Linked DNA regions of Mus musculus: regions 1, 3, 4 and 5 are each linked to region 2. A link is a contact called in public HiChIP or PLAC-seq and promoter capture Hi-C data. All regions are on one chromosome and are shown on one strand. Each heading gives the region's core, a stretch centred on a gene start, on an enhancer-like site or on the middle of the called end of the contact. The rest is flanking DNA. Distances are from core to core; before and after follow the strand shown. Region 1 holds the start of Gap43 (growth associated protein 43). Region 2 holds the start of 4932412D23Rik (RIKEN cDNA 4932412D23 gene). Region 3 overlaps Gap43 (growth associated protein 43). Region 4 overlaps Zbtb20 (zinc finger and BTB domain containing 20). Region 5 overlaps Zbtb20 (zinc finger and BTB domain containing 20).

What was found. Promoter capture Hi-C pulls out the DNA fragments that hold promoters and counts their contacts. HiChIP or PLAC-seq counts read pairs in DNA pulled down with a chosen protein or histone mark.
Region 1: an H3K27ac HiChIP or PLAC-seq map of stem cell-derived epiblast-like cells shows a contact between it and region 2, with 8 times the contacts expected there. The contact joins the promoter of Gap43 here to the promoter of 4932412D23Rik in region 2. A contact is called at or near these places in 9 of 39 promoter capture datasets (cranial neural crest, embryonic stem cells, frontonasal cranial neural crest and 5 more), 2 of 484 Hi-C or Micro-C datasets (the N1E-115 cell line and embryonic fibroblasts), 12 of 115 datasets of contacts at active chromatin or transcription factors (embryonic hindbrain, embryonic midbrain, embryonic stem cells and 5 more) and 1 of 9 other capture datasets (embryonic stem cells).
Region 3: an H3K27ac HiChIP or PLAC-seq map of stem cell-derived epiblast-like cells shows a contact between it and region 2, with 8 times the contacts expected there. The contact joins the enhancer-like site here to the promoter of 4932412D23Rik in region 2. A contact is called at or near these places in 16 of 39 promoter capture datasets (the 3T3-L1 cell line, 3T3-L1-derived adipocytes, cranial neural crest and 8 more), 4 of 484 Hi-C or Micro-C datasets (all in embryonic stem cells) and 22 of 115 datasets of contacts at active chromatin or transcription factors (craniofacial prominence, differentiating embryonic stem cells, embryonic basal ganglia and 11 more).
Region 4: a contact with region 2 is called in an H3K4me3 HiChIP or PLAC-seq map of embryonic forebrain, with 6 times the contacts expected there. The contact joins the enhancer-like site here to the promoter of 4932412D23Rik in region 2. A contact is called at or near these places in 5 of 39 promoter capture datasets (the 3T3-L1 cell line, hippocampal neurons, liver and 1 more), 7 of 484 Hi-C or Micro-C datasets (cerebral cortex, forebrain, muscle stem cells and 1 more), 13 of 115 datasets of contacts at active chromatin or transcription factors (the NIH/3T3 cell line, SST interneurons, bone marrow-derived macrophages and 10 more) and 1 of 9 other capture datasets (adipose tissue).
Region 5: a promoter capture Hi-C map of liver shows a contact between it and region 2, with 5 times the contacts expected there. The contact joins the enhancer-like site here to the promoter of 4932412D23Rik in region 2. A contact is called at or near these places in 7 of 39 promoter capture datasets (the 3T3-L1 cell line, 3T3-L1-derived adipocytes, liver and 2 more), 2 of 115 datasets of contacts at active chromatin or transcription factors (acute myeloid leukemia and embryonic basal ganglia) and 1 of 9 other capture datasets (liver).

Annotation. Positions count from the first base shown.
Region 1 is chr16:42,338,224-42,342,656 of GRCm38.p6, forward strand. Gap43 (growth associated protein 43) reads right to left here and starts at 2,428. Exons shown (of 3, transcript NM_008083.2): 1 at 2,250-2,428. The coding sequence starts at 2,279.
Region 2 is chr16:42,873,756-42,878,207 of GRCm38.p6, forward strand. 4932412D23Rik (RIKEN cDNA 4932412D23 gene) reads right to left here and starts at 1,832. Exons shown (of 4, transcript NR_040521.1): 1 at 1,677-1,832. It also overlaps a transcript of Zbtb20 not described here.
Region 3 is chr16:42,304,482-42,308,456 of GRCm38.p6, forward strand. The region is part of intron 1 of Gap43 (growth associated protein 43); the gene reads right to left. Among named protein-coding and RNA genes, the nearest start is that of Mir6540, 3.0 kb to the left of the region's middle. Within about 2 kb of position 1,715, at least 132 of the 459 cell types and tissues checked have an H3K27ac peak or open chromatin away from gene starts, as enhancers often do. A contact at or near this core is called in craniofacial prominence, differentiating embryonic stem cells, embryonic basal ganglia and 8 more, where this site is marked.
Region 4 is chr16:43,504,007-43,508,202 of GRCm38.p6, forward strand. The region is part of intron 5 of Zbtb20 (zinc finger and BTB domain containing 20); the gene reads left to right. Among named protein-coding and RNA genes, the nearest start is that of Gm15713, 86 kb to the left of the region's middle. Within about 2 kb of position 2,530, at least 90 of the 459 cell types and tissues checked have an H3K27ac peak or open chromatin away from gene starts, as enhancers often do. A contact at or near this core is called in adipose tissue, cerebral cortex, embryonic forebrain and 7 more, where this site is marked.
Region 5 is chr16:43,429,571-43,433,402 of GRCm38.p6, forward strand. All of the region lies in intron 4 of Zbtb20 (zinc finger and BTB domain containing 20), which reads left to right. Among named protein-coding and RNA genes, the nearest start is that of Gm15713, 11 kb to the left of the region's middle. Within about 2 kb of position 2,396, at least 16 of the 459 cell types and tissues checked have an H3K27ac peak or open chromatin away from gene starts, as enhancers often do. A contact at or near this core is called in liver, where this site is marked.

The sequences.
Region 1 (4,433 bases), core at 1,178-3,677, 530 kb before region 2:
TATTCATAAAACATGTGCGTAGAAAGAACCGTTGCTAGACATTCCATTTCCTCCTTCACATCAGTGATGCTAAAGCACAGGGAGGCATGTGAAATCCATACAGAGCACATGCGTAATGGTTGCATTGGAAGTATGTGCATGCTGTACACATTTACATGCAAATTCCTACAAGTCCCTAAACACGTAATTTCATCTTCATCACTTTGCACATCAGAGTGTGTGCTCCGGGCTGTCAGTGAGAGGAAGCTAGTGGAAGCAGCTGTCCTCATTCTTTTGGGAGGGAATTCCGTTAGCCCCAATTCCCTGTCTATAAACCATGCTTGGTTCCCTTTACTGAAGGATATGTGTGGATACTCCCATGCACAAAAATAGGGTGGGAACAAGCTGTCAGCCAGCCACACTTTTCTTTCCAAAATCCAAGCCTTTAAAACGAATAGCATTGGTTTCCTTAAGGCTCCACCTTCCTAAATTGTATTTTACCAGCTGGCCAGTGCAGTCATCTTGCAACCTTTTTCTGAGGGTGTGCTTAACCCCCTGGCACCTGTATCTGTTACATTCATATATCAAAATGAAGGAAGACATGGGAATAAATGTTTACAAATGTTCCAATGGAAGTATCAGTTTCTGGAACCAAGAGCAGTTAGAGAAATACAGGCAGCAACACCCCCCCTGCCCCGCCTTGCCAGACTTTTCTCCATTCACCCCTTCACAGCCAAGGATCTGCATTTATTTATTTGCTTGTTTGTTTATTGTAGGCTTGCTTCTCCTCTAACTACTTTGGCATTTGGCTTTTACCTCTTTTTCTAGTCCTTCCTCTTCCCCACCCCCCACCCCTCCTTCCAGGGCGCTGGCTGCATGTGGCCAGGCTGAAGGGCTGTTTCCTCTGTACCCTCCCCCATCCCCTTTGGATTCAGAAAGTGTCTAACAAATTGTCCAATTTCCAATACCTGCACAAGAATAATGCCAAATACCCCTGTCTTGCACCCCGCCCTTACAGCAATCAGTTTGCAGAGGGGGTCTACAACCACGACTGCCATCCCACCCCACCCCGCCATGGGCACACTCACACACAGGCACACACACTCATTCCAACCCCACACCCATTTTTTTCTTTCTTAACCTTCTCTAAAAATCACTCAAACATGCTCCTAGGGGTGTTTGAAGGCTACATTTGGAGAGCGTTCCTGTGCTGTGGATGACTGCAGGATCCCAAGCACCCTCACCTCAATTAAGTTTCTAAAACGTCTTTCACGAAATAAGTGAGCAATTTGAAATAAAATGGAAAAAAATAATCTAGGCGGTGGGGGAGGGGAGGTGGGGGATTGGGATTCTAGCTCCTCTTGGACAGTCCCTCATCCTGAGGACCACGAGTCACCCTCCTCCAGGATATTAACACACCTCAGGTCACTGCTAATGCCAGCAAAGACTCACAGGAAGAGGGGAAAGAGAAAAGCCCCGGTTTCCAACAGGTAATACGGGCTCGGCTCCCCTTTCCCATCCCATCTCAGCTCAAAGCTCCTAGGGGCGTGGTCCATCCTCTTCCCGGACCAGCTGGCACACAATCCGTTCCTGATCTCAGGAAGGGGGTTTTCCCCCTCGGCATAGGCAGTTCTCCCCCAACCCTTGTTGTCTTTAGGCTCTCTTTAAAAAATAAAAAATCTCCTAAATCAGTTTCATTCATTCGTTAAATAAATAAATAAAACCTTCACATGTTTTCCCACATACACCTGCGCCCCTTTGAAGCTCACGCGAGCACGAAATCAGGTATCTTCCGCGGCACATGTGAGAAAATTTGAATCACGGAACAGGCAATGTTGAAATGTGACTATAATTCCCCCAGACCTAATTTTCCACAAATAATATCAAGATTAGCTTTTTTGATCTCGTAGATAGAGCCCACATCGTCCCCACACCCCTTTCTGCATCCACACCCTCAAAACCAGAGACCTAGCGGCTGAGCACTTACTAATAGGCGAGGGGAATCATATTTCTAGCCAAGCCGGCATATTTCTCTCCCCTTACCCTAATTAGTAGCAGCATTCCAAAAACCAGATCATGAAAGGCAGAAAAGAATAACGCCGGGATGCAAGCATCAGTTACCGTATGCTAAGGAAGCCAGAGCATCATGCCAGGGCAGAAGCAGTTTTTTTTTAAAAAAAAAAATTTTTTTTTCTGCCTTTCACGAGGAAACCCTGTACTCTGATAATTTCACAACAGCAAAGAAGTAAAAAAGAAATCTTTAGCTCTACCTGTTTGGTTCTTCTCATACAGCACAGCATGGTGGTATCTTCCCCTGCCTTCTTCCTGCCTTCTCTCCTTTCCTCCTCTCTTCCTTATTCCCCCCCTCTCCACCTCTTTTCTGCTCGCTTGCTCACTCGCTCTCTCGCGCTAGCGCGCTCTCCCTCCCTCCCTCCCTCTCCCTCCCTCTCCCTCTCTCTCTCTCTCTCCCTCACACACACCAGGGCAGTTAGCAGCAACTGTAAGGTCCACAGCTATTGCTCACCGCACACGCACATTCTCTCTCTCTCTCTCTCTCTCTCTCTCTCTCTCTCTCTCTCTCTCTCTCTCTCTCTCTCTCTCTCTCTCTCTCCCTCTCTCCCCCTCTCTCTCCCTCTCGTCCCTTCCTCCTCTTTCCTTCCTCTCTCCTTTTCCTTCCTTCCTTCTCCTCTTTCCTCCACTCCCCACCCAATCTTTTTCTTCCTTCTCCCTGGGTCCCTTTCTCAGAATTGTTTGCTAGCTTCCAGTGACTAATCACTTCCCGTAGCCCCTACCCCCATTTCTAGACAGTCACCCCCTCCCAGTCCCCTGCCAGCCTCATGAATATTTAAACACCTCCAATCTGGACCCAATTACCCACTGACTTTCCGCACTGCATTGGGAGGGCTATGGGGTGGGGGTAGAAAGGATATTCCAGAGAGTTGGAGAGATTGGATGGAACATGTTTTAGGGAAGTGGGGCCCGAGGAATGCTCCTGTTTCTTTTCTAACTCTCCTCTTTCCCAGTACCACAAGAAGGAAAATGCAAAGAGGACCTAGAGGTGCACATAAGTTACAGCTGCCATTAGATTTTACGCGCAGTTGATAATCATGGAGGTTCAGTTTTCTCAACACTAACTGATTTTATTTATATAACCTAACTGCACACATATGATACTCTTAGCTATGCACAAATATATCACCTACAAATGTGTCAGTACGCTACACACACACACACACACACACACAGCAGTCAAGCATTCTGAGCACTTGAATGTGGAATAAACTATGGTCTAGGAATTAGACTCCATATCTAAAACTACATAGTGGGTTATTTGCTTATGCACACAAGCTTCTTTGACAGTTGTGATTCTTTCTAATTAGCTTAGTGTCTGTGAATGACAGATTTCTGTAACACTAACATTTAATGTCTTACATTCTGAGAGCAATGGACACAGGTAAACTCTGTCTTGAGGAAAGATGCATACCATGAAGTCCACCTCAGTTCCTTCTAGTGCCTCTGCTATTCTGGGGGGAGGGGGGCGATATGACTTGTAAATCTGTATTGTGCAAAGTTTAGACATTTGGTATTGTGTGGCCTTGGAGAGCCCTTTACATCTATAAAGTGGCTATAATAATGTCAGTCATGCCAACACATTTTAGGACGGGAGGCAATGTGCACAGGACACTCTGGAGCCACTCTTGACATAGGTAGTTTTACAGACAACTTTTCTGAAATGTTGGTAACATTTCTAAGTGACTACGTCAAAGAACTTTCCAGATGATTTCTTATTGTTCATTACTGATGACAAGTATCTAATTAAATAGCTCATGTTGTTCTTTATCCCTCCTAGACATGAACTTTTTTTAACAGACAACGGGCAGACAACGTGCTATCATGTTTATTTTGGAACTGCTGAGAGCCTACTTAATAGATTAAGGGGCACGCCTTTTAAAAGATGGCCAGAGTCAGTGATGGTGATACTAGGGATGATGGTTAGAAATTAACACTAGGGCGTCTCTCTGAGAGTGACCCAATTTACAACGCGAAGCCATTTGTTGCCCCCCCCCCTCCTTGTGTTCCTTGGTTTTCATACTTTATGATTTTCTTTAAAAAAAATACCTACATTCTGGGTTTAATAGTCTCTTAACTTTGCAATAATCCCTGTCAGAGCTGAGTCTTCAAAACCAGCTTCCATGGACATAAGTGACAGAAGAGGGCAGAGAATGGATGAGAAGTGACTCCTAATGGAAACATTGAAGCTAGGGATTAGAATCAGTCTTCTAGTGCTAGAAAGGACCAAAGGGAGGAAGCCCGGCCTGCCTGCAGAGCTGTGAGTGTCGGAGAAGAAATAACTTCTTTTACCTTTTACCACTAAAATGGGGTTTATTGCTCAAGCCATAAGATCATTGTCTTTCCCTTCTCTGTCCTCCGCTACCTCAGAATCTCTCCTAGCT
Region 2 (4,452 bases), core at 582-3,081:
AGTAAAAAATACAGGTAGTAACACCCAAGGCCTCACCTTGTCACTGTTATATATTTTACATAGTTGCCCTTATGATTCCTCATCATAATCCTCACATTTACAAAACACTGCAAAGTATCTTTAAAAATTTATGAGAAATGATAAGAATTTGAAGTAGTCATTTCTTCTTAAAGTTATGGGGTTAAGTAGTTGCCCACTTTTGTTAAATTTTACTTAATTTTCTCACGTGAAGCTGATTGTTCTGCACAGACTATTTCCTGTAAAACTTTTACTTAGAGTTTATACACAAATTTAAATCCACACTCGGTAGCACTTTTTACTTTGAACATCCTTCAGTTCTCTTATATTTTAAGCAATTTCTAGATTCTGATAGCCACACCCATAATCTTCAGAAAGGCCCTAATGTACTAATGAAGTCAAGGCCTTGTGCTATTTTTTTTTTTTAAGTCAGGGCTAATTTTGTTTTGCTTATGGTCTGCCAGACTTCTACTTAGTCAAAGCAAACATTTGGTGTTCAAAGTATTTAGTGTGTGTCAAGGAAACCTACGTGAAATCCAGGCTTAAACTTACTTCAAGTCTACCAGAATCTATTTTTCAAGTCTATAATCTATAAGATTATTTTCTGTATTAATAACCAATACTACAAATACAGTTTCTTTGTATGGTTGGTGTTTCTGACAAATCCCTTTCGTGACAAATTAAGCTCCTTAAAAAGTATTAGTTCTTATTTTGGCAGGAATTCTTTTTCTTTGTAGAGTGAAAAGCCATTCTTTTTTCCATCTTAGTCCTTTTAAGGAATTCTTTTCAGGAATCTATCCTTGGCTTCCTGCTGGCCTCAGGCCTCACCCCCTTCCTCCTCCACCCCGCCCTTGCCTGACCAGTATTTGTTAGAATTTGGCTCTGGGGAGTACTATGCTGAGTGACAAATGGATGAAGATGAAGGTTTTATTGAAGCATCTGAACTGCATTTAATTTTCCGTGTTGCTTTATTCCTTCTAGCTCCCAGGATATTGAATTTTGTGGGCTTCAGTTGGGTCGTCAGTACTTCAGGCGTTTAGTAATAAGAAACATAATCTGCTTTTTCCGGTAGGATAATAAATCCTCATTGATATTAAGGGCGGCTCTCTGCAGACGGTTTTACACGGTATTTTTCTGTAGAAACACATTCCCTGGGAGTCCTAAAACTGCTCCCGCCTCTCTGTCTCCCTGGGCCTCAGGTCGCCTCCCGCCCAGCGGTCCCTCCCACCGCCAGGATCCTGCTCGCTAGGACATCCACTGCCCGTGACCACGACACCCCTCCTCCCTGCACTGAACCCCTTCCCTCCCCTCCCCCTCTGGGCGAGCCAGACAGCGGGTAACCGCCGCCTCCGCTGGGGCATCCCGGCTCCATAGGCGGCGCGCGGCAGACACCTGCTTCTCACTGGCCGCCGCCGCTGCCCCTCACCCCGCAGTCCCCGCGACAATTGGCCCCGGGCCGCCGCCCGTCATCCTCTAGCCCCTCTTGGAGTCCCGCCTCTATCCTCGGGTCATTTAAGTTTATCACAAATAAATAAATAAAGGAGGAAATAGAAATGCGTAGAAAGTAAAAGCAGTCAGGAGGGGGCGGGGACGTGGATGAAAAGGAGGGTGGGGAAGTGGAGGAGTAAACAACCAAACTTGATCGTGCCTATACTGACCAATCACCGATCACTACAGTCCGGTCTGACGGCCTCTGTCGACCAATAGTTTCCCAGCTCTTGGATCACTGAATAACCAGAGACAGCTGGCCTCTCTACACAGGGCGCTGGTGGGCGGGAAGAGTTGAGAACATTGACCAATAGACTGTTAAAACTGCTCTGAGTGAAGTTTCCGCTCACCAGTTGATGCTTGAGATAGCGGATTGGGTGTCTCCTAGGCCAATCAAAGATGACAGAGATGAGAGAAGGGGCAGTTAGGGGAGGAGCCGCGGAGGGGAGGAGGAAGAGTGCATTTTGTTTATGGGCGGCAACCTCACGAGGGCTGTCCAAACGCTATTGGTCAGCTGAAGCAGCGAGTGGCATGCGAGCCGCCCAATAGTAGGACAAGGTAGAGGTTCGCGGCTTCGGGCGCCCAATGTGGGCCTTCTGCCGAAGAAGTAGGGGCGGGGGGAAGTTTAGGAGTTGAGGAAAGAAGATTAAAGAGCGCGAGGAGGTAACGCCAAAAACTCTAATTTGTTGTGGGGCGGGCGGGAGGGAGGGGTGTGTGCGTGCGGAGCGCGGCCGGGCGTCTACGAGTCGCGGGGAGTCGGGGGTGACGGGCCGCCGAGGAGGGGGCGGGGTGGGGCCGTGGCGCGAGTTCCGAGCCGCAGCCCGGGGCTTCTGCCCCGCCCCGCCCCGCGCGCCCTCCCGCCGCCCCTCCTCGCGCCCGCCCGGCGGCCTCGCGCGACCCTGCGGGGAGGGTCCGCCGCTGGCCCGGGCGGGGCGTCCGGTCGTTGCCACTGCGTCTAGTCTCTCCTCCCCGCTTCTGGAGTCGCGGCTTCCCAGAAGAGGAGCTGAGGGGCACCGGCCGGGGCTCCGGAGCTGTTGGCGGCGCCGGCTCCCGCCCCTCTCCTCTCCCTCCCTCCGCCCTCCCAGTCGCTTTCCTCCCGCGCAGAGAACTGGCTTCGGAGAACCCGGGCTTGGGCGCGTAGCCCAGCCTGCCTTGCTCTCACCCGTAGACAGGGGGGCTTGGCAAGGATTGAACCCTGTCCTCCTCTCTTTAGCCTTTGGGCCCCTTCCGAAACATTAAAAAAAAAAAAAAAAGTTAACGCTCTCTCATACCTTGAGACATAAAACAAAACAAAACAAAATAACAAAACCTACCCCATCCCCAAATACAGGAGTATGGTTTTGAAGTTCATTCAAATGTGGTCCTCTAATTGTTTTAATGCTTTTCCCTGTGTGGGGGGCTCTCAGTGTCCCCCTTCAGCCCCTCCCCTTCCTAAGGATGCAGAAGAGGCAGGAGGCAGGGATTTCGTAAAAGTTGTATTGATAAACACACTTGCACAAGCATATGCTAGGCACACACACAGACTATAAACATTAGCGAAAAACACAATATGGCGTACAGCTACGCTACCTAGCTCGGTAATCTGATGATCTCTTACTCCGAACCGGGTCAAATCAGGTCTGAAGAAGCAAGACAGTTCTCCAGCAGAAATCTGAATGGCATGGGAAAACATTTGGAAGCCTGCACCTGATGGTATAGTCCTCAGAATCATTGGCCCAGATTTAAGTTGAACATGTTACCTTTTTAGACAGTGAAATTTACTATTTTTTAAACACACACACACACACACACACACACACACACACACACCAGAATGTTACTAAAGTGGACTTTTCTCACTTTGGTATTTTCTGCTATAAAAAATTTCAGCGTATACAGTGATTTCAAGTGAACAGTGTTCCAAGTTACTGCTGCAACTTGTTGCCATTGAAAAACTTAGAACATCCAAATACTAGTTTATGGAAAAATAGTGTGAGCTCTCAATTCAAGGAATCAATGGCTAGTTAACGCTCTCACAGGATTTACTGGGATTCCTGGTTTAGCTTCTTGTCTCAAGGACATTTTTCTATATTGTGGGAATAGACCCCAACCCTCTGACCCTCTCCACAAATGACTATGTCAGGATCTGACTACGTTTTGTATTTTTGCGTTACAGTTAGGTTTGACTTGACTTCTAGGGAAAGTAGATGAAACAAACCAACAAACAACTCGCTTATTCTCTCAGATCCTTGCTCGTTAGAATTCCTAATAAATCGTCAGAGTGCCCACGCAGGTAGGACATGGTGGTACTCCAGCATCTCTTGAATCCTCCCAAGAAACTTGGTTTTAGAATTGTTGAAGAACCACAGATGGTTCTGTTCAGTTGCTCTAGTGTAAAAGCCTAAGATTGGGGTTCTGAATTCCATTGAATTCCATTTGCAGAACTTTGTGTCTGAGGTCAAACGGTGCTGAAATAAACCTGTGAGGAGAAGAAATTGGAGTTTTCTGGAAGTCTCTGAGCTGCCCAGAGAGTGAGGCAATCAGGCATTGGGGCTTTGATTCAGGTCTTAGATGACAGAAGTACAAGCATTTCAGCTATGAAGAGCAGGTTGACAGGTATACCCCCACCAGGCTCCAGAGCAATAATGCCTTTTCCTGATGACCTTCTAGTGTTTATTAGGTTAGAAAAAAAAGCTTAAAAATGATTAAATTTTATCCATGTTCTGGAAGCTGTCTTTGTTTGTCTGCCTAGGTAGGCCAGCATTTTGGGATTCTCACTATACCAAGATCCTGAGTTTATTGACTAGGTAATGAGGCAAAGAGTATGTTTTTTACTTGAGGGCAATGCTGGGGGTGGGTGTTTAGATCGGTTAGATATGGTGTTGACTCTGACACCTAGTTAGGTGGCAAGGCTTTGGGACATATAGCGTACTCCTGTTTGCCTGTATGACTTTGACTGATTGATAA
Region 3 (3,975 bases), core at 465-2,964, 570 kb before region 2:
TGATGAATCAAACACCCCAAGCATCAAAGCTCTACCAGCAGATGATTATGTGCATTTTTTCTGATTTTCTGTTTCCCTAGAAAATGAAGCATCTGAGATTTGTAATCTAATTGCAGAATCTAGTATGGATGGGGTCTCCTCCCTGGACTTTGGCCTCTACTGTCACTGATTTTATCATAATTACATATGCTTAATTGTTTATATGCATTATCATAAATAGCCACTTCCAGTAGATCACCGAGCTGAAAAGGGAAATCCCGCTGGCAGCTATGGTCCTACGCTTGGTTCCTTACAGTGGAGGGTGCCTTTACTATATATAGTACCTATGAATTGACAAATGAATCATTTCATTGTCAAATAGATACTAACATCCTGTAAACGCCAGTCGATAACATGCTGATACCAGCTCTTCCTAAAGGCTGGCACTACACCATTCATTAGTCAGCAGAAAGTCACAGCTTCCCCAAAGCCTCTGTGATAAGGGAGGAAAGGATTCTAAAGGAATACCTAAGTTACCATTTAAAAAGTCACACTGTGAGTATATGTGAATAATATGATCACAAGCTGGTTGGAGGAAGAAAGTCAGATGGCTAAAAATAACGAAGATATGCAAATATATACACATATACACATTATATATGTGTGTGTATATGTATGTATGTATATATATATATATATATATATATATATATATATACATTGTGTGTGTGTGTGTATGTGCGCGCATGCACGTGTGCTGGCCTGCCCAGTGTCATCTTTCCACATAGTAGTTTCTGTGTGATCCTGGGTCCTTGCACAGCTGCCACCTCCTAGGCAGGGACCCATGGAAGCTAGCTGGAGGCTTCTCGCTATTCTTCCATTTGTGAGTGTGATGTCACGTACAGCCCCCGACACCACCCTATCCCACTGCCAGTCTCCGAGATTCATTCATGTTACTGGATGAATGAACAACCCTGGTGCCAGGTGTTTCCAAGCCAAGAGGAAATCTCACAGTATCTAAATTTCGCCACATGGATGGTAATTTCACTTCTTTCCACCTGCTTCATTTACTGTCCTCCCAAGTTTGGAGAGAGAGAGAGAGAGAGAGAGAGAGAGAGAGAGAGAGAGAGAGAGAGAGAGAGGACTGTGTGCAGTTACTCAAGAAACCTAAATAAATGTAAATGAATACTAATAATTCCGAAGGGTCATTGTTTTCAAATGGAGTCCCTGGTTTTGCCTTAGCTGGCTTTCTCTTTTGTAACATCTTCCATGATTCTTACTTAGTTTGCAAATGTCTGATTCTGCTGAGGTAAAGAAACCATCCAGCCCTTTGCTATGGTCTCCCCTTGTCCCGCTGAAGGAAACAGTGAACATAGCCTAAGGGATGCTAATGTGCCCTTAGCAGCCTCCAAGTCAGGGAAAAAAAAATGGAGACAGACTTCCAATTGACCCAGTTAGCTTTTCCCATTCTTTGTCACCTGCTGTGTAACCCACCCAGGTCTCTGCATAAGCAGCAGGAGCAAGCTGGTTGATTTAAGAAGACTAAGAAAGGAGCCCAGCCCATTGGCCCTCACTGTTCTTCTGAGAGGTCTGGGACAGAGGCTCGAGCTTTTGTTCTTCAAAACAAGCCTATGCAAGAAGCAATTACCTCCCAAACAAGAATTCCCTAGCGCTCTGAGAGAGCATTAAGACTAGATGCTTGCTGAATTGGAGGAGGGGCTCCACTAGTTGCAGACCTCTGGGCGAACACTAGGGCTGTGCGGGTGGGGCATCCGAATGATCAGTCTGTGCTCCGCCCTGGCATCCTTAGGATCTGGGGTCTCAAGCCACGCCCTCAGCCCCACCACCACTCCCCACCCCGGCAAGCTGAGAGGTGGGGGCTCTGAAAGACAGCAAGACAGAGACAGACAGAGAGAGAGAGAGAGAGAGAGAGAGAGAGAGAGAGAGAGAGAGAGAGAGAGAGAGAGGAGCATGCTGAGGCTGAGAAACAAAGCGATGAGATCACCCGGAAGGAGCCAGTTCCATCGCGGAAGACAGAGAATGAAGTGCAAAGTAGGGATGACCAAAGGAAACAGATGTCAAAATGTAGGGAGTAGGGCAGATCAACTAAAGCACAGAAAGGAAGCCAAAAATCAGTGTGTGCAAGAAAGAGCGGAAACTGCAGAGAGGCCAGTCAAAATCAGCGTTGCTTAGGGAAAAAGCAAGTTAGTTTCAGCCCCCTCCTCTGCTCCCCAAAGTCTGGGGTCTTGTCAGTTCCTTATTTTATACAGATTTTGTATATCAAGGGTAAGAGGGTGAGCTTCAGGGTGCCCCTGAATCCAAACCATCAGGCAGTGTGTTTAATTAATTTCTCATCTGAGTGTCCATAGAATGTCCACAGTTTTTCTAAGCTCAGTGCTGCCTGTTACTTCTGTACCTCTAGAAAAGTGTCTTTGTTATTAGGCCGAGTTATTGAAAAGAAAAAAAAAAGATCAAAACATACGAAACACATAAACTGTGATAGGAGTGAAGAATTTGGTAATAACTGACTGAGAGCAGTCACCTAACCCAGATAACATTCAAAGGCACAACTTCGAAGGTAATTACAGGAAGGAAAGCCTGAAGACTGATACATTGCATGATGGGAGAAAAAGGGAGGGGTTCGATGCCAGGATGGTCTGTGGGCCTTAGGGAACACTCTTTGGACACTTATGGATGTAGTGACTGAGCCCACTAAGTGATCTAGATTCTTCTCTCTTCCTCACAGGGAACTGCCCAGTACCCTGGCTGTTCTGGATCAGACAGCACTCAGTAGTAAGTGCTGGTAGCTGAAAAGCCCTTTACCTAACGTTTCTTTCTTAAGCCTGAAGATGACCATATGACAACTGTATCCTTATGCCTAAGCAACTCTCCTCGTCTGCACTTACAATTCAATGTGGCTCTTTCTCAGGTGCCTATTAATTTGACTCTTCTCTCTATCCAGTCTCCTCACCCAACAGTTCCTTCTACCATTTAACCAGGCAGCAAGAAGGTTCCCTTGAAACGCCATTTAGCTACCCTCTCTCCCATAACGTTGCTCTTGAGAATCGAATTCTGACACAAAGGTTTCAGGTAAACAGTAGGTTTGTAACCTTCCTTCTCACTACTGTTGAATTGGCTAACATAACACATAGCTCAGAGAGGAGGTGTGTGAGTGTGAGTGTGTGTGTGTGTGTCTGTGTGTGTGTGTGTGTGTGTGTGCGTGTGTGTGGTTTTATGCATACACCCCTTTTCCAATGAAATCAGATGTAAATAAAGGCTTCTGTCTTGTGGCAGGACCTGGCTTTTGCAATCTAGAATGCTCTGTAGCTATGATTCCTGGTATAAGATCAGACACATGAAGACCCTGTCACGATCAGAGGAAGGACTTATGGGAGCACATCTCTAACTGATGATTTATATGAATTAATGGTGGATGAGAGAGAGAGAGAGAGAGAGAGAGAGAGAGAGAGAGAGAGATTCTTTGGTGATATAGCCATTGGTACGGTACCCATGATCCTGTAAATAATCAGGTTTATTAAACCTGATTGGTATAAGTTTCCATAAGAGATAGACAGCTCTCCAGCTCCATTTTGGATGAACTTGAAGTTTTGCAGACAGATGAAGAAATTTTCACTTGTGTTATTATAGTGTGGGAGGTGTTTTAAGTTTTAAGGTTAACAATTGTCTTTTCTAAGAAGCTGTTCACCGCAAGGCCGTTTCTACTAACATACCTTTGTTTCCTGGGAAATGGAAGACTGCACTGTTACAAAGTTCAAGTTTAAATAGATTAAATGATTTTTCTTCCAACCCAGCTTCAAATGAGCAACAAAAATGCTCTTCCATCTACATCAGGGGTTTGTAACTTTCATTGTACATGTCTGCCAACTAATATAATTATAAGAAAAAGACTCATTCACTCTACCTCGAAGGCTGCTGAGGGCAGGAGTCTGCTCAGACGTACCCAGATGCGTTTTTTGATTGATTGCAGTCAGTGAT
Region 4 (4,196 bases), core at 1,280-3,779, 630 kb after region 2:
GCAGGTGGATTTAGACAGGAGTTACTTAACGCTTGACCGCCAGTTTTGAAAAAAAAAAAAAGAAAAAGAAAAGAAAGAAAGAAAAAGAAAAAAAAACGCTGCTTCCTATGTCTGCTAAAAGGAAGCTCCAATTTCTCCTCTCTCTCTCTCTCTCTCTCTCTCTCTCTCTCTCTCTCTCTCTCTCTCTCTCTCTCTCTCTCTCTCTCTCTCCCCTTCTCCCTCTCTGTCTCTCCCTCTCCCCCATCCGTCTTCCCCTCTCTCTTCTTTTTTTCCTCTTCTAACCAGACAGCGGGAGGGTTCCTGGCTCCCAGCCAGCCCAAAAGCCTCTAAGTGTTTTGCACTTGTTTCAGGGAGTAGCTGCCCGGGGATTTTTCAGCATTTTCACTGGAGAACAAAGAGTTCTTTACAAAGGGAAGGGGGGGCTTAATGTCTGATATATGTTTTTCTATTTTTATTAGTTTTTTTGCCTAAAAAAGAAAGAGTCAGGAACAGAACATTACTCTATAAAAACACAAAGACATTCAAAAGAAAGCTAGTTATCTTTTCTCTCCATCACCCCTACATATATACATGAAAAATTAAAAGGAATGACTAATTAAGTTGGCTGTGTTGCTCTTTTCTCCTCCTCTAGTCTTTCTAAATTCAACTGCTCCTCTGCCCGCTTTGCTGTTCTTTCCCTACTCACTGCAAAAGTTGCTCAGGGTGCATCTTCCCTTAGCATGTCTGTTCCATTTTTGTGTCCCTGAAATCTTGTGGAAGAAAGAATGAGAGTCCATCAAATAATTGATTTAGGGGCAAGAACATCCTCTACTTTTGCCACTTTTTTGGGTAAAAAGTTAATTATGGAATTGGAGCTCCCAAAATACCAGTGGGGTACATCAGCTCATTTGATCTCCCAAGTTTTTGCATCCATCTGTGTAAAGGGCATCTCTGTGTCACTTGTCAGTTATAAAGGAGAGGTAGTAAGGGAGTAGGTGTTTATATTTTGTTTCTATGATATAAATTACCAAACTCCCAGAGACATTACTTGTCCCATCTATGATATATTAGTTCAAGCAAAATGTAGTCTAGACGGAGGTTTTCTCAACAATTCTGATTGCCATGTAGCTTTGTATTCTGTTTGATGTTTTGCCTATGCGTATGTATTTCCACTATGAATTTGTGTTTGTAGTAAACATTCTAGAATGCTTATCACTTTCAAATTAATCCTCTAACAAAAGAAAAGAGAAATCAGGACGGGAACTGTATGAGCAAAGTATAGTAAACAGTTTATCTTTTAATACATGCTGTACATTTTATATTTTTATACTAATATCCTTAACTTATAATCCCAGGGAAATGCTTTCTTTCTGAAAGTTCTGCTCTTAATGTGTTTATATTTTGAGTGTCGTTTGGTAATCATTTGAGGTACATAATGGACACTAAACTGAGCAGAGGGGAAATAGCTACAAGCGCCACCACAAAACCCTGAAAATGCAGACTAGGCTGAGCACCTAAGTGTGGCTCAGAGGGAAACAACTACAACAGTTGTCCACGAGTCAGAAACTCTCTCCTCCTCTTCCTCCCATTTATGGAAAAATAAAACTCATTCATTATCCCTGGGGCCGGACACTATAAGAAAAACTAGAGGTACATATATTTTCCCATGTGTATGAACTGTACGTCTATCTGTGTTTCTAAAGGGCACAGTGCTTATGGGGCAGAGGGCAACGCCTCACTAGTCAGCCCTCCTGGCTGGGAGGGCTGAATGCCTTGTGTTTGAAGTAACTTGATAACAAGGGGTCTTTTCGGGAACCCGTCTATGTGTGTGCTCCTTCAGTAATGACCCTCAAATTAAGCCTGGCACTGGGTGGCCAAGCTAGTACTTGACCTCATGGGAAGATACTAGAAGTAAGGGAAGTCTGGGCAAATCCAAAATTTCTAGGGCCGGTCACTTGTCACAGTTGCATGTTTTCTTGCGGGAAATTCTTGAATTCCACTCAAAAGTCTATATTTTTGTAGAATTTGTAAACGATCCTAAAATGAAAGTCACTCACCAAAAATAAAAGAAACTAAGTCTTTAAAAAGTTTTAGCTTAAAGGCAAGAGGCTTGGGGATTTTTTTCTGCCCTTGCTCCCCACCCCAGCCCCCACACATACTTTGCTTGGTTTCTTTTTCTTTTCTTCTCTTTTTTTCCCCTCTCCTGAATCCTTTTGTTACTGCAGCTGTTGTACCTGCATATTTGGTTTGTGTGTGTGAGTGTCCTCTCCTCACCCTTCATCTCTCTCCCTGTCTGCTGTTTGGGGTGGCCAGAGGATTTTCTGAGAGGGACAGAGGGAGGACTGGAAGAGGAAGAGGCTGTTGCTGAATGCAGCAGTACCCCCCCCCCCAAGTCAGGCAGCCCCGTCAGCTAGCTGTGCTGGGAGAGTACAGTGAGAGGTGATAGCTGTCATTCTGGGATTCTTCGTAGGTCTGACCTGAGAGTAACACACTCAACAGTCGAGGAGAAAGGGGAACATAGAGGAGGAAGAAAGAAACGCTCTTTGAGCTGGAATACACTGGCCCTTTCTTCCTGGAGGCAATCCGCTCTGGTTCTTGGCGACGTGTCCTGCACTATCAGATATCATATGACTTTTTATTTAGATTTCTTTTTGGAGAATGGCCTGTTAGGACTCTGTTTGTTTTCTTTTATTTAATTTCCTTCTCCCTTCACCCGCTAGTTTTGTGTATCTGTGTGTCAGAGTGTGTGCACGCATGCATATGTGTGTGCAGTTTTTATCTTTGTTTTTGTTCTGTTGATCGGATGCTTTATTTAAGGACAAAGCTTTAATTATTTCAGTATAGTGGTTTAATCATTTGCCAAAAAGAAACCTCATTCCAGGCTTTTGGGGGCTTGGGGTCCATTTTTAAACACATCCATTAACCCAGGAGGCTGCAGCTCCTGATGCCTGCTGGTCAGACCTTGGCCCACTCCCCCACCCTCACTTACCCCTCCTCCTCAGCAGCGTGCACAGCAGCGTGAGGTAGGAAACACCTGTGCGGAGTTGTGAGGGAAATAAAAGTAGAGGCAACTTCTTCAAATCTGGGCTCCTGCTTTCACTTTAATAAACTTTTTTTTCCGATCTTTGATTTTTTTTTTCTTTTCTTTTTGGCACCCTCTGTTGAGCTTGAAAACATCAGAGATAGTTAAGGATATGTCCGTGGCGCTTTTGTGAGGCCAGCTGAGCACCACTGGAAAGTGGAGCAGGAGTTGCAATCTATTCAGAGACTTAAGATTAAGTAAGAGATTTAAATAAGGTCTTTGAGATCTGTGCGCTGCTCGGTCAGGGTTTGGTGATAGGTGGTAGATGGGGTATTTAGGGTATTCAAGGCAGGGAGAGAGAAAATCCCAAACTGGAGAAAGACGAGCAGTTTTGCTGCAATTAGTACTTTTAAAACCTTAACTCAATCGAATTTTTATTTTATGTATCTCAAAATTTAGCTGACCAATATGTGATCAGCTATCTTTCCATGCTTGCTGTGCAATTATACTGACAATTCTTGCTGAATTTACCCTATAATTTCATGTATTTTTTTAGTTTTGGAGAGTTCAGATTTTAGTTAGAAAAAAAAAAAGCATAACTTCTCTCGATATGCCTAAAGTGGTCTATACATTATTCTTGCCATACTGAACATACTAGATTCTGATTGTATGTGTATGTTTTTGTGTTACAACACACAAGACTGCCTTAAAGACTCAGGTGACCGCTACATCCTTCAGACCTGTAGATTTTAGCTTCTTGTTACTTGTTCTGAAATTATTTTTCATGGACCTTTAATGTGCAATGTCTTTTTTTTTTATAACCAATTGTGAGTTTTGTTGAAACTTGAAGAGAAATTTATTCCACCCCTTTAAGAGTACCCAAAAGGGAAGGGAGAACTATTCTCTTTCAGCTCAAAAAAAAAATTTTTTTTAGAAACCTTTTTCCCCCAACGGAAAACTCCAAAACAGCTCTGTCTCAGAACGTTAAACTTGGCATGGGTAAGAAATGTGAGTTTTGCTTTGTTTGAGGAAATTTGTTTTCGAGACAACAATGTTATAAATATTTTTAAATTGCCTGCTGAGCATGCGCTGTCTCTGACTTTATTCATAGTTTTAAATACACACCAATGCAATCTTCTGAATGGCCACAGGTAAGGCTGTCGGTTTGTGGGATTCTTCTCTGAGGCACCTTCAG
Region 5 (3,832 bases), core at 1,146-3,645, 560 kb after region 2:
GTTCTGGCCTTGCAGCTGACATTAAAGTGAGTGCCTGTGAACCTGTTTCAGTGTCTACACAAAGGATGCTGCTTATACCATAGCACATGCTGAAAGTCAAATAAGTGTTGTGTTCATGGAAGTACTTGGGAAACTCCACAGTGCTTTATAAAATTGAACATTATTACCTCTGTGTCACCAAAAAAAAAAAAAAAGTGGAATATCCACCTCATTAACTGGGTGATTCAGACCAAACTTCATTTCACTAAAATATGCAAGACACTATGGAACTAAAACGCTGATGCTTAAATTGTATGAATACTGCCTCTTACCAAAATTTTGTTATAAGAATTGATACGTTCTGGCTATGGACTAGCAGAATAATTGCAACTTTCCAAAATTACAATCTTCTGAAGCTAAGCGAGAGAAACTTAAAATTGGAAAGAGCCTGGACACTTGTACATTAAGAAATGACAGAATGAAAAAGGAGGATTGTGCCTTTCCAAATGTCAAAATTTAAAATGCTAATAAAATCCAATAAACAGGGTATTTACCATGGCTATGGCAACTAGCAAAGGTTAACTTGGCCAAGGGAAAGAAAGCGTTAAAGGTGCAGAGGGACAGCGTGGATGAGGACACACCGTGCAAGATGGGGCTCTATCTCTGGCATGTGCTCAAGTCATGAGGCAGCCTCTTTGAGACTGCACTGACTGTAATTATTGTTTAGAGGAGATTTACTTAACACACATATTATTTCATAACTGTGCCTTTTGTGCATAGCAGACGTTACTTTTGACTCAAAGTGAGAAAATTGTTCCTAGGTTTAAGCAAGAGTACCAGTTTGAAAAAGATGACAGGATGCTCAAATACAAGCAGGACCTGTCTCTACACATCTAAAACAGAAAGCAGAATATTCAAACATGTGTATCTTGCACTTAATTTAAACTGCGTGGTTGGTTACCTATCTCTCTGGCAATTCCGTATAAAGTTTTATTACTGTGAAATAGAATAGGGTAGGGATTTATGTCACACAAAAATGAATTTCCATGGATGGGAACACACATGAAATAATTTAAGTAAGCAGTATGTCAAATGAAAATTTAAGATGTTAGAGCTGGTGGTATATAGGGAAGAAGCAACAGAGGAGGTCTGTGTAATAGATGATAAATATATCACAGTTAGAAAAAAAGAAGGGACCTGGTTGCTACAGTGGGTTTTTTTTCTAATGTTGAAGAATTGTGGAAAACACTGAAGAGTAAATTTTAAGAAACCAAAACAAATTATTAAATAGGGGCAGCCTCATTTGTACATCAAAGAAAAATATATTACTTAAGTGTGAGCCCATAGTTCCAAAATGTTCCATTTTGTTCCAAAATGAGCAATACCCACAACCCTAGAATTTCATGAGGTATGCACAATAAAGACATCTTTTAAAACTCCAGTTCACAAAGGTTACTAAAGGGCCATCAGTGAGCACAGCTCCATTTACCTCATAAAACTCCTTCCTTGTCATTGCTTGCTTTGGTTTCAGATAATGAGAATTAGGGTGAAGAGCATGTGTTTCAAATATGAGAGACTGGTCTAAGAGTCTTACACACCTTACATACCATCTTACAACTGATGTTAAGGTTCTGTGCAGGCTTTAATGGAATGCTGGCATCATAAAATGATATGAAAAACTTTTTTCATTATATTCTGTACTTGTGGTCTTTTTTTAAAAACATAGTCTGTGCAAGAAATTCAGAATAGTAGATATTTGACATAGGGTTTAAGAATCCTATTTTTAATTTGTCTCCCACTTCCCTAATCCTTAAGCTTAGACTAAACATCTCAAAAACACTATAAAACTAGGGTTTTATGGCTGGTTCCAGTAAGAGACACAGCAGAGAAACTAACTATCCTACTATGTGTCCTATTGCTGTGATAGCATACTGTAAACAAACATATCCCGATCCAAATCCATCATTGAGAGAAACCAAGGGGTTAGTACAAGCACAGACCATGAAGGAGTGCTGGTTAATGGCTTGTTATCCACTGGTCACACAGCTTACTTTGCTATAAACCAAGACCATCATCCCAGGAGTGGACCACTCACAGTCAACTGGGCCCTCCCACATCAAACACTAAGCAAGAAAATGTTCCACAGACTCACTTACAGCCCAGTCTGATGGGACACTTATCAGTTTCTTTTTTCCAGATGACGCTAACTTGTGTCTAGCACAGTAATGTGCTTCCAAGTACTACTTCTAAGTTGATGTCATCCTCAGGGAAAAGAAAACATAGGGAAGGAAGAGTGATGTGCTCCGGAAGGGCAGAGATTGTATTGCTTTGGAACTTGCCCTTAAGGTGACTGTCAGATGCTAAGGATGTCCTGGACTACTCAAGATGCCACAGGTCCTGCAGAGCTCAAGCTCTGCAGCAAGGTCTTGGATAGAGTAGCTGCCTTTGACCACATGGTAAGTCCTGAGAATGGACAGGGTGACCCAAGCAGAAGCTTAAAGGGAAAACTCCTGGGAATAGAACTAGAACATTTCAGTACTTGGGAAGCAGAGAGGATAGAAGAGCCAAAGAGAAGACAAGAAAGGATCCAAGAGAGAAGGCAAAAACAAAAAAATCAGCCACTGTTGATAAGGAACCGAAGGTTAACTGCCTCAGGCACAGCACTGGTAAGCTTGAATCAAACTGAAACTAGAAATAGCCACCTTCAGCAAGGAGAACGCCCGCACTGACACAGCATGCCCAAAGAGCACTGTTCTGCTTGAATGTGGAGCTGGAATCTCATAGGTGGTAGAAGCCTGTTTTACTAAAATACTTGCCATTTTTTAATGTTTAATTAGTGGGGGTGGGGTGCACGCGTGCACAGCAAGGGATCCAAAAGCCTTGCCCTAAAAGCACCCCTTTTTTATGTACACTCATAGTTCTTACCTTTTTCAATTAATGTTCTTTCACTTGCTATTGTCCTAATTTTTAGAAATAATTCTGTGTGTACTTTAAAGATAAATTGTTAGGAAACAGTATACAAAATATATTAAGTTGCTTTAGTGACCACAGTGTATTTTCAAACCAAAAATAAGTGTAAAAATAATATTATCCTCTACTTATATAGAGTAAGACAAATAGCTATGGTACTCTTTAATCAAAACTATTTCTATTACCTTCTGTAATTTCTGAACTAGTTATGTTCTATTTTGAAATCATTGAAATAACTACAGTTTGGAGAGAATGAATAAAATGCATTTATTGCACACAAAGCTCTTGCATATAAGTAAAAAAAAAAAACATGATAGAAATCATTGTGAGACATAAATGGTCTCTTGGAATAGAACCAGTGTGTCTGGTTTAGGAGGGCTCTTACTTCAGGTAATATTAGATTCTCTAATACATAAACCTGCAAGGCTTAGTGGATTAACATAATAGAACTTTCTGTTTTGCTCATGCAAAACTAATCATGGATTCAGGTTGGCAGAGACTCCATCATCTCTTGGACATGGCTTTTAGAGTAACCTTGAGTATTACATCCAGACAGAAGACTAGAGAAAACGAAAACAACAGAGAAAAGTTTTTCTGAGCCAGACTCAGAGCAGTATGTATCATTCCACCAGGATTCCATTGGCCAGAATGTGGTCACGAGGCTCTGTTTTCATGGAAGCCTGGGGAAAGGAGGTTTCCTGCATGCCCAAGAGAAAGGTAAAAGGTCTTTGGAATAGTCAACAATTGCCTAAGGACCAGAACTGGCCTCTTGGGTAGGATTTAGGATGGCAGACAATTAAGTACATACGGGTGTTACAGAATGAGAAGGGAGTGGCAACGGAGGAGCCCGTTCCAGCCCCACCCCTTTGTGTAGATGTAGGGC